Linked DNA regions of Sus scrofa: region 1 is linked to region 2. A link is a contact called in public Hi-C data. All regions are on one chromosome and are shown on one strand. Each heading gives the region's core, a stretch centred on a gene start, on an enhancer-like site or on the middle of the called end of the contact. The rest is flanking DNA. Distances are from core to core; before and after follow the strand shown.

Region 1 (7,079 bases), core at 1,984-4,483, 65 kb after region 2:
AAAACTATATAGTTTATGCAAAAGTTCTCAAAATATCTAAATAAATTATAGCCACTAATTCTCACCTTTGTCTGTATGCTTATATGTATAACTTTATGGAGTTAGGGGTACATATGCTCCTTCATCTTTGATTTCATCACTGCCTCAGAACACTGCTTTCATACAGTAAGCACTTAAATATACATAGAATGAGTGAACATATTTCTTTCCAGCATATTCCTGAAATATGCTGTCTTCCCGTAAAAGATGAACGTACTCTTTATTGGCGGTCTTCCCCTCCCCTTGCTAGAATTGTGAGACTCAGAAAGCTATTTCCAATGACATCTTTGGAACCCCTTCTAGGTCTTATAACCTACTCTACTAGACATTTTTATTTTTTAATTTTTTTAAGTTTTACTTTTTTTTTTGTCTTTTTGAAGGCCGCACCCACAGCATATGGAGGTTCCCAGGCTAGGGGTCTAATCGGAGCTGTAGCCGCCGGCCTACACCACAGCCATAGCAATGCAGGATCCGAGCTATGTCTGTGACCTACACCACAGCTCATGGCAATGCCAGATCCTTAACCCACTGAGCGAGGCCAGGGATCAAACCCACAACCTCATGGTTCCTAGTCAGATTTGTTTCCACTGTGTCACGACGGGAATGCCCACTAGACATTTTTAAAACACTCTTGGATAGTGTAGGCTTTATTTTTACCTAGAGTTAAAGAGCTGTACTACATAACCCAAGGACCCTTATCAGCTTCAGGTTCTGATAACGAAGGAGACCTTTGTAAATCCTGACTAGACCTATTAATTCCTTAACATGGTATTATCAGAAAACCTTGTATATTTTATTAAAACTCTTGAGCACCTAAATTTTCCTCTATAAGAAGGTAGACTATTTCCAATCAATCTGAATTTCCCTATAAATAAAGCTGGAAATGACATAATCATTTACTGACCTCACATAGAACATATGACATTAGTAGCATCAATCATCATACACCTCTTGAAAGAATATTATTCTCAAATTAAAATTACACATAGTCAAAGTACTTTACCTGTCCTCTAAAGGCAAAACCCAACTCTGAATATGGCACTTCCATAAAGACTCATACAGAAATCCTAATAAAGACTGATGAAGTATGCCACCCAATGGATGTACTGACATACTGCAGTCATAAAATACACACACAGGTTAGCATCTGTAATCTCCCTCAAGTTACTGGACAGTACAAAAAAGAAAACACTGAAGGGAAAGGACAACCTTCGATAGCAATACACCTTGATACTCCAGTGGCAATTCTGATACACGATCACATCAAGGAGGTCAAGGTAGACAGGTAATAATGTGCTTCAAAAAAAAAAAAACAGTGCGAGGGAGTGGGATGAACAGGGAGTTTGGGGTTGGTAGGTGCCAACTATTCCATTTAGAATGGATAAGCAATGAAGTCCTACTGAACAGCACAGGGAACTATAGTCATTCTCCTGGGATAGACCATAATGGAAGATAGTATGAGAAAAAATGTGTGTATATACACACACACACACACATATATATATATCCCAGTCACTATGCTGTACAGCAGAAATTAGCACAACAGTGTAAATCAGCTATACTTTAATTTAAAAAATTGAAAAAAAACCACAGCGCTTTACTGTATACCCCTCCCAACCTACAATGGGAGTTGGAAAACTATGGATGGAAACAGTAGAATTAGACTCAAACCCCTGAGACCAACTAGGCTAAATCTTCCTCCCTTGCTACACAGTTCTATCTTAGAAAGAGTTCCTTCAATATAACTCAGATTCAACCATTAGTTACTGAGTACATACTCTCTTTCAAGGCTCTATTCTTGATGCTTTCATACAGATTCTCATTTAATTTCCTTTAGAGTTTTATTAGGTTTGCTCCTAATAGCTTACTTCTCTTGAGACTTTGTGTTCATGCTCAGGGGTATATGGGGATCTTTCAATATCTACAGGGCTTAACTGTGGAAGAATCACTGAATAGGACACTTGCACACATAAACAGATGCTTGCCTACGTGAGAAGCTAAAAAGACCCACCTAAGAAGCAAGAAAGAGGGAAAGGAATCAGTAACATTGGTGGAGGTAGGGACAGGAGTCAGTTTTGCCGTATTATATATTTCTTTGCTTTTTCCTTATAGTATGTTAAGAAGATATCCAAACTGAAGAGGGTTAATGAGAAGTTCACAACCCCCATATAACAGTCACATTCCTGAAGACTGTAGAAGTTTCTACTATTACAGAGCAAGTCTGTACCTTCCCTATGGCCTGGACCTGCCAGAAGTGAGAAGAATAGTGACTTGCTTTCTCTTCTCTACTATGCTTCTCACTTCTGGCAGGTCCAGGAATACATAATAGGGCAAAAATGACTCCTGTCCCTACTTCCGCCAATGTTACTGATTCATGGGAGCACAGGGACAGTCATACCTTTTAGGGCTCCAAATATTCCTGATATTTAAGATAATTCCTATTGTAAAGACTAACAACATAATATTAATGAGGCACCCGAAGACAGACAAAACAAATCCCAAGACTAAAAATTATACTAAAAATTGACCCTAGATAAAGGTGAACCAGGGTTCAAATAAACTAGAAGGAACTAGAAGGCCTGCCTAATGGCAAACTTCTAATACTTATTTTTATATATGGCTAACATGTTCTAGGTCAATGGGACCCTGCGGGATTTCAATATTCCTAAACTTCAGGTAAAAACAATGTTTATCTCTGTAACATTACCTTACATTTGTATAGTACCTTATGCTTTTCAAAGACTTTTTCATGCCCATTATTTCACTCATACAATTCCCAGCATAATGTCAATATATAATCCATAAAAGAGAATTTGTCAAACGATCACCTCAAAAGAGCAAAAAAAAAAAAAAAAGATAGAAAAATAGACTTGACAGAACAGTTAAGAGTGCCGAAAAATGGGTCGTATACATAACACACAAGTCTATTAACCCCAAATGGTATTTCTCCTTCTGAATTCTATGCCAGACCTTAGGAAAAACATAAATATGATAACCATACCAATTTATTCTACACGAAAATGAACCTTGAAGCTTATTTTGAAGAGATACTGTGGTGTTTTTTTTTTAACCCACCTGGAAAACTGAAAAACACTGGAATCCAGAGGCTTAAGTTGAAGAGAAGGTGTTCTGCTTTCTTCTCCAACAGATGAAAGCTGGCTAGGGCTATCAATTCCCTCATATCCAGCTGTCTTATTATTCAGGTCCTCCATATCTTGAATAGAAGGGATCTTCACTGGATTAGTGAATACCTAGCAAAGAAAGAAAACAATTCATAAAAATCCCAATTTCAAACTAAATACCAAAGGATGAGTCAATCCTTCTGATGCTAGGAAAGAACACTCGGCCAAAAAAAAAAAAAAAGAAAAAAAAAAAAAAGAAACTGTTTCCCACACAAAACAAACAGCGAAACAGCGCACAGTAATGTACACTAGAACACTGACCCCAGGCACGTTCAGTTATAGCCTTATCAGCTGGACACCAGCAGACCTCCCCAACTCACTTATTGGCTCCTAGAATCATCCCACCCACAACACAAACCCAGGCCCCCTAATCGCTGTCTAATTCTCTCCTGTGACCCAGTTTAAGGCTAGGTTTTCACTCCTCCGAGATCTGTGATGAGGGCAGGGATGGAGGGAATAAGCATTGCAGCAAGTGTCTGTGCTGGTCTTGGAGAAATGCATGCGAGAGACTAACATATATTCATATTGCACACACACAGAGACATGCATCTGGGATCTCGTGGGAGAGCCAGCTTATGAAGACAGCATGAACGATGAAGGTGAAGGAGTTTATAAAGGGGAGGTAAACTGAATGAGGACAGGGCAGTCCCAGGAAATCTCCCAATCTCTACATCAGACTATTAAGACATTAGTGTATGAAACGTGTTTATTAATACACCTGGGTCTTGGTAGCGTGTCAGAAGAAGAATTAGTATTTAATTGCCTCTATCCTCACCAGTCTCACCTACCCTGACTGAGTGGGTGGAAGGTGAATCTAACATGCTACTAGCAGATATCTCTGGGAAAGAGGGTCAAGAGGAGTATCATGCAGAAAGGCAAGGTTGGGTGGGGAAGATATATGGGTGCTATGGTGGCTGTCAGGAAAGGAGTGTCCCTGAAAGGACGGCCAACCTTATTGCACCCTTCAGCGTCCGGAGCTGGGCAACCATGTCCGAGAGACAGTGCTCCTGAAAATTCAAAACAGCAGAGTCTTTATAAAGCCAGCCAGCCTGAAAGCAGGGAAGGGGGAGGGGCACAAAGAACCACCCCTTCTTCCCAAGAGGAAGGAGAAAGGAATCACCCCTGAATCCTGGAAGAAAGGAGACTGAGGAAAACCAGACACTCAACGGGAGCAGCCTGTGTGAGGACGGACCAGAACCCTGAATATTCCGTGACACCCAATGTGACATTCACACTTTCCAGAATCAATACTAAATCCAAATATGGGCAATATATGATTCGGCTCTTCTATTTTTGGGGATCTGAACATCAGTAATGGCAGATCAAAGTGCAATCAAAAGATGCAATGAAAAAAAAGACCACCAGAAAAAATGGTTTGTTATTTCTATGCAGCTTTCAAGAGTGCTGCTCCCTTCAACCCATGTCCTCTGTTGGGGAAAATTTTGTGTGAGAAAAGGAAGCACGTGGACTGTCTCTCACCTGGTGGCTCTCATTTTCCAATGGTACCTTCTTCTTCTCAATAGTTTGATCTCTAGGAGAAGACAAAAGTGCTATTTAGGTCACTCGTAAAATTTCTCAGTTTGAAACGGATCACCAATTGCAGATTTAGGTTATAATGTTCCTTCTAAACCAGAAATAGTATGAATCTCATTGAGTAACTAAGGGTTCCTTCCTGAACTCTACCACTGAAGAGGGATTTCAAATGCCCTATCAAAAGAAGTGGAGAGGGGCGTACCCCTTGTGGCTCAGTAGTTAATGAATCTGACTAGGAACCATGAGGTTGCGGGTTCGATCCCTGGCCTTGCTCGGTGGGTTAAGGATCCAGCGTTGCCGAGAGTTGTGGTGTAGGTTGCAGACGTGGCTCAGATCCTGTGTTGCTGTGGCTGTGGTGTAGGCTGGTGGCTACAACTCCAATTAGACCCCTGGCCCAGGAACTTCCATATGCCGTGGGTGCGGCCCTAGAAAAGCCAAAAAAGAAGAAGAAGAAGAAGAAGTGGAGGGGAAGAGGGAGGCAGTCTAAAAGCAATCACTAGTTGAGACATTTGGGAAATGCTTAGGAAGAATAAAGAATTGGAAGATCAGAAAAGTAAGTAGATACATCATTAAAAACAAGCCCCCCCCCCAAAAGTCTCTCTTCTCAAAATTCCCCTGTGCTATTAGGATCAGGCTCCTCTGCTCTTTGATATAGAACACCACTTTGGGTATACTCAACTGTTTCTTAGCTTTGCTCAAGTAGAGGTCTTCATCAATGAGTTCTTGTTCCTCTGGAACAGAGCACCTCCTGCAGCACAGAGAAGAAAAATCGTCTTTCAGAAACAAAACGTGCCCTTCGCTTTTACCCTTCACTTTCCTCACAACTATGACAAGGCAGGTTAACCATCCTCTAGCATTACAGAGATCAGATGCCACCCACATTGCCAAACCTGTGTGCAGGTTAACATGTAGCAATTCTTTTCCCAAGGCATATCGTGCCATTATTTTGGGTGCATATGTCACTCTTCTCCCAAGACATCCAAAGAACTTGACAGCTACCAAATTTATATCTCTATTTTTACACAGTGACGTTCAAGCACAAGAGAGACTTCCTTGGGAGTTCCTGTTATGGCGCAGTGGGTTAAGAACCTAACTGGTATCCAGGAGGATACAGGTTCCATCCCTGGCCTTGCTCAGTGGGTTAAGGATCAGGTGTTGCCTTGAGCTGCAGTGTAGGTCACAGATGTGGCTTGGATCCTGTGTTGCTGTGGCTGTGGTGCAGGCTGGCAGCTGCAGCTCTGATTCGACCTCCAGCCTGGGAACTTCCATATGCAGCAGGTACAGCCCTGAAATGAAAAATTAAAAAAAAAAAGAGAGAGAGAGAGAGTCTTGCTGAGGTTCCATACAAAGAGAATATTGCTGAGACTAGAATCTAGGTCTTTTGTGTCTTGTTTACTAGAATCTAGGTCTTTCGTGTCTTGTTTAGTAAGAAAGTACTCCCAAGGTGCAGTCTAGAAGCAGGAGAATCCCTAAACTCTGTGATGACATCTGAAGAAGAAAATCAGAGGCTATGACAGAGAGCAGCAAGAAGAGACTAGGAGCTGACGTTGTAAAAGGAACAGAGACTAGCGAAGAGGAGAAAAAGAAGATTCCATGCATGAAAAGACATTTGCAATATGTCAGGCATGAAGAAGAGACTTTTAGAAGAAAAAGCTGAAAAGAGTACTAGAAAATGTATTCAATGGACACAAGCAATCCTAGAAACAAATAAATAAAAATTAAGAATTGGAAACCCTATATTATACTCGTTTTATTAGGGGTCAAAGTATTTTGGACTAAGTATAAACTGATAGGATATACAGGATTCAAAAATGAGACTTCTAAGCACTCAGTCCCACATTTTAATCACACAAACCCCAAGAGGTATTTAGGCACATCTGGAGACTGTGGGGGAATCTTTGCTCATTACACACCTGGACTGCATTTATTTTAATTTCCTCCATTTTAAACCATTTTTTCTAAAAAGAATACCTTGGTTTACTACCCTTTTTCTATCAGCATTTATCCTGAAGAAAAAAATTAAGAAAGTCACAGCGGAATTGAAGCAAACTGAATTATTATTATGAATGTATATGATTGAGTCGAATAAAAAATATTTGTTACATTGAACTGAATGCCTATGGATATGCCAGGCACTATGTAGATGTCAGTTGCTTCAGGAAACATATGCTATATTAGAAAGACAAATGTAAGCAATCTGCATCGAATGTACAATAGGTACTATAACAGACTCAGGTATAGGAAGCATATGAAGGAAATCTACTCCATCTGAAAGGTAAATCCCTTATTCTCAAATAGTTTACAATTTCCTTCTTTTTTTTTTTT
Region 2 (6,270 bases), core at 2,959-5,458:
TAGTTTATTTTTTCTCCTGATTCATCTCGTGTCAACACAGAGACCCCCAGTAGAAGGAAGGAGGTCCCCATAGCAAGCTGACTCTCTAGATGTGCCCTTCCCTTCCTGCAAGGTCCATCAGGAAGGCACCCCAATTGTGCCTGGATCTGCTGTTGCTCTCATATCCCTGGAGATGAAGCCAGCAGGTGGGCTTTCTCTAGGGAGACAGGACTATACAACCACCTGGAAGGCTGGGGAGTCAAAGAGCCTTGAAGAGCAACCATTCCCCGCTGCACGGGCATGCTCTGTCCGGATCTGCTCCCTGGGGACTTCAGAAAGCAAGTCTTCCTTCCCCTAGAGCTCCTAGGACCCTATCACTGTCAACAAAACAGCAACCCAATGAGATGCCAGAGGCCTGGACTCGTGGGTGAGCCAGGGTGAGCCAATGACTTGAGGCCCCAGCTTTCAATCCAGACAGCTGTGCCTGGAGATCCCTGGCTAATCAGTGCCCTGGTGGCCTTACCAGGCATACTGAACCCCAATCAGACTCTGTCTGGTTCAATTGGGACAGGTCAGGGGCAGGGAGGGAGGAGGAGCTGTGGCCCTGTGTGGTGCTGACCCTGGAACCTTCCCACACCCTTCTGGCCCCTTTTCATCTGCCTCCTGTTTCTCCTCCTCTTCTGCTTCCCCCTCCTCCTCTTCCTCCTCCTCGCTGTCCGAGTCCTCATAGAGGTTGATGGTTGCCTGGACAGGGAAGTTCTGCAGTAAAATCTCCCCATCACTGTACAGGTAGTCAAAGGAGCGGGATTTAGGCCAGAAGAGCCTGTGGACAGAGAAGAAATATGGCCCCAACTTAGCAGGGTTCATATGTGCAGAGGGCTCGGTAGTGCCAAGAAGGAAGCCAGCTCCTAAATCCTTCCGCCTGCAGTAACCGGGTGAGAGGAAAAGGAAGAAAGAGAGCTTTGCGACAGAACCTTCTGGATTGTTACAACTGGGTTCCAGGCAGGAAGGTAATGTCTGGTGTGCTTAAAGCTATGGGAAGCCCCAGCCGCAAGCCTGTATCGGTCCTGACACTGATCCCACCCACCCACCCCCACCTCAGAAGGCCTTCAGCCAAGGATTCTCTAGCTCTCTGTCCTCCAACTCCTACTAAGGCTTTGTTCACTGACCCCTCCCTTGGGGCTCATTCTTAGGGGTCATTGACCATGACTCCAGGGACGGCAACCTTGGCCAAGTCCCTTAACCTCTCTGGGCTGCAGTTTCCTGGTCTGTGAAAAGGTGATCGCAGCGGTGCCTCCCTCCTCCTGCTTCACGGGGCTGTGGCTAATGGAGCTACATCAAGTTCTGAGCCTGGTGCCAGATGCTTACCTGACAGGATGATGGAACTCGGAGTCACCCTTGGTGACCTTGGCACCTGTTGCCTCACCGGCGGCCTGTCCAAAGCAAAAGCTAGCATGTGGCTCAAAGTACATGGCCAGATAACTGGCTCTTTTGTATCAGGGGTTAGGAACCTGCAGGTAAGTTGATCTGGAAGAGACCTTAGATATCTCTGGGGTCCAGCCCCCGCCCCAGCAAGGGGGTCTGTCCTGGTTGTGGTTGAAAAACAAGTGGATAAAGTCCGGGGGGGAGTGCTTTCCTGCCCCCGTTCTAACACCTGTTTGGAGACAGACCTGGGGACAGAGTTCTACTGGAGCAGCAAAGATGAGGTGGGGGCAGAGCACTGGGGCTGGATGCTGGGAGACTGGAATTCTAGCACCAGCTCCACAGCAGATGCGCTCTGGAGCCTGCCCACATCTCTTTCCTGCTCTGGGAATGGGTCTCTTCATCTTTCAAATCGCCCCAGGAACCTTGACTCTGCTTTCCTCCCTAGAGCTGTTGCAGGAATCGAAACGTGGGCAAGGCTGGGGAGGTGCTTTGCCGGATCTGCAGCCCTGCAAAGAGGTCAGAGGGCTCTCTGGAAGGGAGCTGCTCAGCATGAAGGCACGTGGCCATGGGCACATGCGACCGCGTGGAACAGGGGTTCAAACTCACCAGATCCGCAGGTTTCCTCACCTGCCTCCGGGGGTCACTTGCAGAGGACAGCCAGGGCCTCCACAGACAAGCTCCTCTAGGACAAGGAGGAGAAGTCAGTTGGTGGAGGAAGAAGAGACTGGATTGGGGATTGTGGGCCCCCTGAGATACATAGGAGGCCTGCCAAAAACTTGGCTCAGATTCCGCCTCCTCCAGGAAGACTTTCTTAAGGACCCTGAGTCCAGGACAATGTTATCTCACTGAGGATGATTGATTTACTTGTCTTAGAGCTTCTTTTTTTTTTTTTTTTTTTTTTTGTCTTTTTCTAGGGTGCGGCCCTGTCTGCAACCTACACCACAGCTCACGGCAATGCCAGATCCTTTACCCACTGAGAGAGGCCAGGGATTGAACCCGCCACCTCATGGTTCCTAGTTGGATTCATTAACCACTGAGCCGTGATGGGAACTCCCCTTAGAGCTTCTTAAGGGCAGATTTCTGTCCTGCTGTATCTGAATCCCCAACACCTACTAGCCTAAGGCCCAGTACACAGCAGGTGCTTCCCTCAATGCTTGGTGAAGGTTAAATGGTTAGAGGGATGAATGAGGGTTGGGCGGAAAAAATATCTTGCCCCCTACCTCCCCCTCCAGGCAGGAGAGCTCACAGTTCCACCATCTTCCTGGGCTGGGGAAAGGGGCCAAAAAAAAAATGTCTGGGTCCACCACCTCCCCACGAGACTTTAGAAGGTAGGAAAAAGAAAAAGGCAGTGAAAATCTTGTGATGTGGTCAAGAAAGAGACTGTCCCTCCATCACAGGCTTCTTGGGACTTTGGACCATGTTCCCCGTTCTACAGCCTAGGTCATGTTCGACCCAGGTTTCATGACAGTTCAGCTTTCGGCTTTGGCAGTGCCCCCGTCCCCGAGTCCCCTCCTGCCAGCCAGAGCGACTTGTGAGGTGACAAGCCATTTGAGATATTGCAGCCCGAGATGTGGAGCCCTCTGGGGGCTGTGAGGCTTTCGCCTTTTGCCTTTGCAGAGAACAAGGCACATCTAATGTCCCTTCCTCTCCCAGGAACCACACTAAGTCTGAGTTCAAGTTGCCCAAGGCCAAGTTCCACTTACCGTTTGCTTCCATCTATTTCTTGTCCAGAGGAGAGAAGGGACAATGGGCTTCCTGGGCCAGGGAGTGCCGGGGGGCTCTGCACTAGGGCTGGAGCTGGGGCCAGGGTCAGGGCTGGGGTGGGGGCGGCTGCAGCCTGAGTGGCAGAGTCCATCCTCTGGCTGTCACAGCCAGGCAGGCTGTGGGGGCTCCTATTTCTCAGAACCTCCTGAACTCCTTTGGCCTTTTCTGCAAGACCCTTTTATAAGGCCAGCGTGGACTCATAAATTATTCAGGGACCTGCAGGGATGGAATAGCTGGGACGACGACGAAGATTTAGGAAAAAAGGCTCACGCCGGGGAGAGCGGTGTTCCTGGGTGTGAAATCTCTCCCAGTTGAATAAACAGAGAGTCAGAGCGGGGTGAAGGGTTTTCTTTACCTCCAAGTCAGAAAGAAAAACACAAAAGGGGCAAATCGCACACCATTTGTGCGAATTCCCCAGGCTGCAGCAAGGCCTTTGAGGGGAGGGGGGGGAGGGCTCAGGCAGAGGAGGCTGGGGGGGGACGGGCCTTTAGCAGAGCCAGTTCCCAGCGACAAGAGACAGCTGAGCCGGCTCCTAAGGCAAGTGAGAGACTCACGTGTGATTTCAGCTCACACTCCAAATAGATTTCCCTGGTGGACCTGATATAGCGTCCTGCCCTTAAACTTATCACCCAAGGCCGGGGGGGGGTGGGATTCTGGGGGCGGGGAGCAGGCGCAGGCGCGGATGCCTGTCGGTGGGGATGAACCTTAAGTCTTCTTTCCACGCCTTCGCCTTTACTGGTTTGTTTGCAAAAGTGCCGGAATCCCCTGTCCAGCCTCAGCAGGAAGTGGTCCGGGAAAGGAGCGCAGGCAGCATTTTTCTAGGGTTTCCAGGTCAGATTCCAGATCTCAGAGCTCAGCTTCCAGTCGGGGAGCCAGGGTGCTGGGGGAAAGCAGAGCCCTGCCCAGCTGCGCAGCTGCCGAAGGGCCATCTCTGGCCCTGGGGCCTCGGGTCCCTCACGTGTGAGAGGAGGATGTGACCCCAGTGGTCCCCAAGGGCACCATCAGCCTGGACACTCTGTGACGTGGGCTGGGTAAATGGGTACTGACCTGGGGGCAAGCCCAGCGGCTCAGCCACAGTCCTTGACCTCAGCCAGTCTTCTGGGCCTTTGCCAGAAAGCTTCCAGTTACAGCTACTGGCAGGTTCCTTATGCTTTAGAGGTCCCGAAAATATGCCTCCTGACCTCAGTTGTCCAGCACCGGCGCAGATTTATTTAGCTCCTCAGATGCATCACAGGCAGATGTGTCATCGTCAAAAATTAGAAACCCCCTCAATGTCCAATAATAGGAAACCAGTTCTATTAATTAGGGTAAGTCCTTGCAACTGAGTACTAAGCAGGCACTCGCCATCATGTTCTGGGAAGTATGTTATCAACACAAAAGTAAAAATTAAAAAAAATTCAGATGCTAAAATAATATGAATAGGACTTTCCATTGTAGCTCAGCAGGTTCAGAACCTGACTAGGATCCATGAGGATGCGGGTTCGAGCCCTGGCCTCGCTCGATGGGTGAAGGATCTGGCATTGCTGTGAGCTGTGGTGTAGGTTGCAGATGTGGCTTGGATCCCACATTGCTGTGGCTGTGGTGTAGGCCGGCAGCTCTAGCTCTGATTCGACCCTTCGCCTGGGAACTTCCATATGCTGAGGGTGTGGCCCTAAAAAGCAAAAATAAATAAATACATACATACATAAATAAAATAGCATGAATAATTTGATTAAAGAGCTCTTTTTTTTCTCTGTTCGCCTACCCCCTCCCTCCCTCCAGCCTACTTCAAATTCCAGCCCCACTGTGTTTTTCTGTAGTAAGGAAAATTGGAAACCAGCCAAATGTCTCACTTTAGAAAGCCGGTTAAAGCAATCATTGAACAGTTATACAATTTCATATTCAAATTGGCTGGGTAAAACATTGGGGGAAAGTTAATATATTGAAAAGTGAAAAAAAAAGAAGCCTGTGCAATATAACTTAGAGTTACACAGTGTGCAGGGGCGGGATTGGGGGGAAGACTGGTTAGAAGAAAGGAGTGTGTGGAGTTCCCGTCGTGGCTCAGCAGTTAATGAACCCGACTAGGATCCATGAGATGCAGGTTCGATCCCTGGCCTCGCTCAGTGGGTTAAGGATCCGGCGTTGCCGTGAGCTGTGGTGTAAGTCACAGATGCGGCTCGGATCTGGCATTGCTGTGGCTCTGGTGTAGGCCGGCAGCTGTAGCTCCGATTCGACCCCTAGACTGGGAACTTCCATATGCTGCAAGTGTGGCCCTAAAAAAGCAAAAAAAAAAAAAAAAAAAAAAGAAGAAGAAAGGAGTGTGTTATAGTGGTCGGTTCTGGGAGTAAGATTATGGTAGGTTTTTACTTCCTTCTTCAGGCTTTTCTGAATTTTTCTACCAAGTTCCACAAGCCCTGATATTATGTGAGTAACAAACAAAGAGTTGTGACTCATTAAAAAATAAAAAGAAAGAAAGGTTTATCCACAGAGGAGACAAAACTCTTCGGGAAATGACAGCCATTTTCAAATATCTGAGGATTAGCTGCAATGAGATTATACACTTGTTCTCTGTAACTTCAAAGGGCAGGGCTGAAGCCCAGGGTAGAATCTACAGGGAGACACGTTTTGGCTCGATCAAAGGAAAACTTTGCCACAGCCCAGCCACCACCTAACCCAAAGGCCTGGCACTATACCGGCTCTCAATAAACAGAGGTTTATTATATGTGGTGAAATGAGTGGAGCCTTGGACTGGACTAAGCTCTCTGTCCCTGAATTGTGTAAGTGCAGCCTGGATCCTGGAAAGGAAAGTCTGGGGTGGGGGGTGGGGGGAAAGTGTGTGGGGGGGGTGGGATGGGGGAGGAGGCCTGCCAGGGAGCTCAAATTTCTATCCATCTCTGAGGCTTCTTGCTGAATTTACCTGCAGAAGTTGAGAGTGTGCTTGTCCTGTGTCACTGGCTCAAATGAGGGGTAAGGCTGAGAGGGAACCAGGTGGAAGAGACTGGGCTGGAAGGTGGCATGTGATGGACGAAGAAGCAGACTTCTTGTCATACCCTGGGAACTTTTTGATCTCTGGTTGGCCACGAATTCAGAACATAGGCAGAAGCGGGGAGAGCAGGGAGAAGA

Evidence for each region. A called contact is a pair of places that touch in the nucleus more often than the background predicts.
Region 1: a Hi-C map of fetal liver shows a contact between it and region 2, with 2.5 times the contacts expected there. The contact joins the enhancer-like site here to the promoter of RIPPLY1 in region 2. A contact is called at or near these places in 1 of 5 promoter capture datasets (liver), 16 of 47 Hi-C or Micro-C datasets (alveolar macrophages, brain, embryonic fibroblasts and 6 more) and 1 of 2 datasets of contacts at active chromatin or transcription factors (skeletal muscle).

The regions. Positions count from the first base shown.
Region 1 is chrX:87,381,313-87,388,391 of Sscrofa11.1, forward strand. MORC4 (MORC family CW-type zinc finger protein 4) reads right to left here. Exons shown (of 15, transcript XM_021079789.1): 10 at 5,434-5,502; 11 at 4,701-4,752; 12 at 3,115-3,290. Among named protein-coding and RNA genes, the nearest start is that of CLDN2, 32 kb to the left of the region's middle. Within about 2 kb of position 3,234, at least 1 of the 83 cell types and tissues checked has an H3K27ac peak or open chromatin away from gene starts, as enhancers often do. A contact at or near this core is called in fetal liver, where this site is marked.
Region 2 is chrX:87,315,372-87,321,641 of Sscrofa11.1, forward strand. It overlaps RIPPLY1 (protein ripply1), which reads right to left and starts at 4,209. Exons shown (of 4, transcript XM_013986325.2): 1 at 3,108-4,209; 2 at 2,032-2,086; 3 at 1,348-1,412; 4 at 1-802. The coding sequence starts at 3,259. The coding sequence ends at 538.